Linked DNA regions of Capra hircus: region 1 is linked to region 2. Evidence: chromatin contacts called from public Hi-C data. All regions are on one chromosome and are shown on one strand. The core of a region is the stretch at or near the end of the contact, and the rest is flanking DNA. Distances in the headings are between cores, read along the strand shown. Region 1 overlaps RSPH3 (radial spoke head protein 3 homolog). Region 2 overlaps SYTL3 (synaptotagmin-like protein 3).

Evidence for each region. Hi-C and Micro-C count contacts between places; a contact is called where the count stands out from the background.
Region 1: a contact with region 2 is called in a Hi-C map of liver, with 3 times the contacts expected there. The contact joins two enhancer-like sites. A contact is called at or near these places in 3 of 5 Hi-C or Micro-C datasets (blood and liver).

What each region holds. Positions count from the first base shown.
Region 1 is chr9:82,599,345-82,602,064 of ARS1.2, forward strand. The region is part of intron 6 of RSPH3 (radial spoke head protein 3 homolog); the gene reads right to left. Among named protein-coding and RNA genes, the nearest start is that of RSPH3, 33 kb to the right of the region's middle. Within about 2 kb of position 1,292, at least 1 of the 5 cell types and tissues checked has an H3K27ac peak or open chromatin away from gene starts, as enhancers often do.
Region 2 is chr9:82,416,742-82,419,509 of ARS1.2, forward strand. SYTL3 (synaptotagmin-like protein 3) reads left to right here. Exons shown (of 16, transcript XM_018053420.1): 5 at 935-986; 6 at 2,235-2,304. Among named protein-coding and RNA genes, the nearest start is that of SYTL3, 56 kb to the left of the region's middle. Within about 2 kb of position 1,335, at least 2 of the 5 cell types and tissues checked have an H3K27ac peak or open chromatin away from gene starts, as enhancers often do.

The DNA of each region.
Region 1 (2,720 bases), core at 42-2,541, 180 kb after region 2:
CAAGTCTCATCTGATATGACTCCTATGGAAATCTAAAATGTGTCACAAATGAACCTGTCTATGAAGCGGAAACAGACTCATAGAACAAACTTGTGGTCGCCAAAGGAGATGGGCAAAGATAAATCAGGAGTTTGGGATTAAAATATACACACTACTACATACAAAACAGATAACCAACAAGGACCTACTGTACAGAACAGGGAACTACACTCAATATCTTGCAATTAGCTATAATGGAAGAGAACGTAATAAAAGAACACATGTATACATGCATAACTTAATCATTTTGTTGTACACCTGAAACACAACATAGTAAATCAAGTATATGTCAAAAAAGTTTTTTTAAACTCCATTTAAATTTTCTGATAGACTTAAAAAAAAAACCCCACAGGTAACTGGATATATCTCTTTGAAGATAAATATCAAGAGCTTTTTTGAGCTCTCTCAAAAAGGTTGATTCAGTTCAGCATTGTGCAACATGGTATGGATTCTGTCATTACAAAAAAACTTTTAAAAGAACTCTTCCTAAAGGAATCAGAATAAAAGATGTGAAGTCACTACCTGATACCTTCTACTGATTACAGTGGCTTCCCTTACAATTCAGGCACCTGCCGAAACCCTGCCGGCAGGGTAAACCCTTGGTAAACTACCCAATTTACCAAGGCGAGATGGCAACCTGGTTTACGTCTGCTTAGAAACGCGATCGGCTATAAACGTGTGTGTTTGCATTCCCTCTGTATTACGTTTAGAGAAAGATAAATGATTGTGGAATAGAACAAAAGAATCTATACAGGGTGGCAGTGTCTGAGAAGTTGACCTTCATAGCAGGTAATGAATACCTTCTACTCCTACACAGTGTAAGCGGATTATTGAGCAAGCTGGTCTCGAGGCGGGGCAGGCAGAACACAAGCTCATTCTCCTTCCACTGGCTGGTTAAGCCCACGCTGGGGACTCTTGTGTGAAAAGCTTCTTGGATGAAATCTTGGGCACATTTTAGACCTTTTCTGGTCACTCTTAATATACTTAAACCTCCAGAATAATTAACAATTGGGACTTCCCAAGGGCTTCCCTGATAGCTCAGTTCTGGTTTGATTCCTGGGTCAGGAAGCTCCCCGGAGAAGAGATAGGCTACCCACTCCAGTATTCCCTTATGGCTCAGCTGGTGAAGAATCCACCTGCAATGTGGAGCCCTGGGTTTGATCCCTGGGTTGGGAAGATCCCATGGAGAAGGGAAAGAGTACCCACTCTAGTATTCTGGCCTGGAGAATTCCATGGACTCTACAGGCCATGGGGTGGCAGAGAGTCCAACGTGACTGAGTGACTTTCACTTTGGTGGTACAGAGGTGAAGATTCCGAGCTCCCAATGCAGGGGGCCTGGGTTCAAACCCTGGTCAGGGAACTAAGAGCCTACATGTCACAACTAAGTCCTGGTGCAGCAAAAAAAAAAAAAAAAAAAAAAAAAAAAAATCCAAGAAATAAAAGTTTAAGAAAGTTTAATAATTGAGTCTTGCTGTTGTTCAACGCTAAGTTGTGTCCAACTCTCATCTGGGAGGAAGCTCTTTCCCTTCTGAGACTCAGCCAGCTTTAGGTTTGGTATTCTGCGGTGGGGTGGCAGAGGGCTGGGGCTGGTGTGCCAGGCTCTTCCTCTCTTTTCCCAATTTCCCCAACTTGCCATGAATGCCTGTTTCTGACCCCTCAGAGCTGGGTCAGGGCGAGGGCGGCCCTGCCAAGGCAGGCAGCTGCCATAAGGGGGCCCCTGGACCATGAGTGTAAGACCGTGGCTCTTTCTTTCAAAAAGAGCTTTTGGGAGTTCCTCAAAGACCCCAAGAGGGAGGTGGCTGCGGTTCCTGTGACCTACACACTGATGAAAAATTGTGTGCGCTGACCTCAGCCACCAGGGAGGCTCTAAGGGATGGTAGGGAAGTGCCACCTGAGGCACCGGCTGGCACTTTCACCCACTGGATGCTCAAGTCACCGGGCTGTTGATAAGTAGGGCGGATGGGCACAAGGGGCAGGTAGGTCCTGCCCTGAAATGTCCTGAAGGGACTCTGAACGCACCTGTCATTTCTGACAGGCTATGTAAATCCATTCTTTATTATTTGGTGACACTTCTTTAAAGTCTGCTACAAACTCTTCAGCTCAGTTCAGTCGCTCAGTCATGTCCAACTCTTTGCAACCCCATGGAGGAGTAGCACACCAGGCTTCCCTGTCCATCACCAACTCCTGAAGCTTGCTGAAACTCATGTCCATCCAGTTGGTGATGCCATCCAACCATCTCATCCGCTGTCATCCCCTTCTCCTCCCACCTTCAGTCTTTCCCAGCATCAGGGACTTTTCCAGTGAGTCAGTTCTTCCCATCAGGTGGCCAGAGTATTGGAGCTTCAGCTTCAGCGTCAGTCCTTCCAATGAATTATATTCAGGGTTGATTTCCTTTAGGATGGACTGGTTGGATCTCCTTGCAGTCCAAGGGACTCTCAAGAGTCTTCTCCAACACCACAGTTCAAAAGCACCACAGTTCATAAATGCTTCAGAGGCAATTAACTCCAGCTCTGGGGATCACACGTCAAACTCCTACGTGGTTCCCTGGGAGTGTCTTTACTGCCTAGACACCACACAGTGCACCCGTCGCCCCCACAGGAGCCTCCCTCTGAGGTACTTGGCTCCCTGCAACCTTGAAGGGCGGTGGCAGCCCCTCTGAGCCCTGCACTGGGCGCCTCCTG
Region 2 (2,768 bases), core at 85-2,584:
ACGCATCTGGCCGTTCTCAGCTGTGTGCCGGGCACTCTGGAGGCTGCTGGGGAACTTCCCTGAGAGAATCCACTTCTGGTCTCCAGGCTGGGCCAGTGAGCTGACCTCACCCTGTGCATTGGGCTGGGAAACATTGTGTTCACAGGACTGTGGGCTTAGAGAGGGCTATTTTTGGGGTCTTAGTACAGCACATCATAAAATCCCCTTTCCTTGAAACAAAAAGAGTACTATATCAGATGGAGTCTTATTTAGGAAATTATTAGCCTCTATAACTAGAAATAAGTAGATTACATTTTTTAAAAGATTAGTTCAATCTCCGTAACAAAGAATGTTTAAAGGAATATAGTCACTCCATTATGAAATGTTTGCAGAGGACAACTGGAAGCTTAGAAGCTTGAAGTGTTTTTCAAATGATCCAGAATTTAAAAGTCTAATTCAGCATCAACTTTCAGTAAAAGCAATCGTTTCCAGCAAGTATGGTCTCATACTGTGTGTGGGTGTATGTGTGTGTGGAACGTCAGCTTTAGGCGGAATATAATTTAGGTAACACAAAATTCATTTGCTTAAATGTACGGTTTCATGATTTTTTGGTAAAATGTACAGAGTCCCAGGTGGGTCAGTGGTAAAGAATCCACCTGCCAATTCAGAAGCAGATGGAGACACAGGTTCGATCCCTGGATCAGGAAGATCCCCTGGAGGGGGAAATGGCAACCCACTCCAGTATTCTTGCCTGAAAAACTCCATGGACAGAGGGGCCTGGGGTTTCAAAGAGTCGAATATGAGCGAGCAACAGCGCACGCCTCAAAATGGTCTCTTGCTTTTTAATCATAAGATGCAGTTAGGAAAATAATAATTTTAATGTATTATATCCTGTATTTCCATCATCTGCATTGTATTCTTACTAATAAATGACCTCTACCGATATCTCTTCCAGGCAAGCACGAGACAGCCGGAGCAAAGCTCTTGCAATCTTATCAGAAGCTGAGGTGAGTGCTGTCAGAGGCCAGGCTGTCCTGTGCCCTCGGGGCTGGAGCACAGAGGACTCACTCAAAGAACGTATAGGTCTCCTGACTTTCAGATGTCACTGCTTTGGAATGTAACTTAAAAAAAAAAAGATGATAAAAAGTGCCTGGAGAAGATTCAGAGATATTTCCACATTCTTATGAAAAGCTAAAAGGGTCGAGCATAGGATTTTCTCACAAGACATTTTGTTTCTTGAAATTTTGGGTAGGTTTTCGGGAAACGAAATGTTGTTTTTGATGGCATGTCCAACGAGATTCAGGACTTCCCGGGTGGCTCAGTGGTAAAGAATCAGCCTGCCATTGCAGGAGATGAAAGAGACTCGGGTTCAGTCCCTGAGTCAGGAAGATCCCCTGTAGAAGGAAATGAACCCATTCCAGTATTCTTGCCTGGAAAATTCCATGGACAGAGCAACCTGGTGGGCTACAGTCCATGGCGTGGCAAAGAGTCAGACATGCCTGAGCACACAGCACCAATGAGATTCTAAACCAAGCACTTGCGTTTATGAATCATTCATGTCCCTAACATCTTGCCCGGTGCCTGACACTAGAAACATTTGTGGAATGAACATTGGTAGGTTTGAATAATGGCCTGAGAGATAGTAACTTTATAAACAAAATTCTAAACTCCCAGCCATCATGAAACGAGCAATAATTCACACACCCAACTATGCTGAATTTATTAAAGTGCTCTTGAAAAGTCTCCACCAGCAGCTTTTGTTTTGTTTTGTTTTTATGGTGAGACTTTCCAATTTCTGGATTTTTCATTGTTTTACTCCATCTGTCCCCTTGCCAACTTCTTTTAGCATAAACTTATGATTCCTCTTATGGTCGGTTTTTATATCCATGACATCTGGGGCATTCTGCTGGGTGCTATCCACTAAGAGGATGCTCAGGCCCACATGGCACCCATGTGTGGAGTCCGGGTGCCAGGGCAGCCAGGCCACAGAGCCGGGGCCCAGCACCCCAGCTGTTTTGTGACCACACGGCTGCAGTGCAGTGCCCAGGCCTGGGACACAGGACTGCGTCTCCCACGTTCAGACCCCAGGAATCAGGGCGGAGTGGATCCAGGCAGGCTGCTGGGCCCTCTTCTAAAAAGTGAGGAAGCGTATTTTTTGCAGAAAGGCAGAGGACTTGAATTACAGGACAAATGTGAATGCTGTATGCGTGTAATACTCACAACCCGTTTCTTATCCCTGTGTTTCCCCTCAGCAGCAAGATCTCCGTGGTTCCTCCCACTCCACCGCCTCTCAGCGAAAGCCAGTGTGGCGGTGGCCCGGCCAGGGTAATGCGCCCGTGCGGTGCCCCTGGGTCGGGGTGGGGAGGGACGCGGAGGAGATGGGGCCGAGAGGCTGAGCCTCGCGGCACAGCGATCCAGCCTCGCCTGGAGGGTCCCGAGGCCCGGAGGGAAGGGGGGCCCCCGTAGGAGGCTGGAGGTGCTGGGCTCTGCCTGGGGTCTGGGTTCCCATCTCCCCGCTGGGGGCCGTGGGCCCGACCCCCACGCTCCCGCACGCCCCGCATGTCAGTGGACGCGTCTTCCGCCTGCATCCCACATCCGCCTCTCTTCACGGCTGCCGTTTGTTGCTTCATACCCTCACCGTGCCCTTGAGTGTGGGGATATGGACGGGCTTCCGTGTGTGTCAGGGGCCTTTGAGGGTTGGAAAGGGAAATACAGGTTGATTCACAGGCGTGTGACTCACAGATGGGGGAGTACCTGTGGAAATGTGGGTGTGCGTGTCTTTGAGTGTT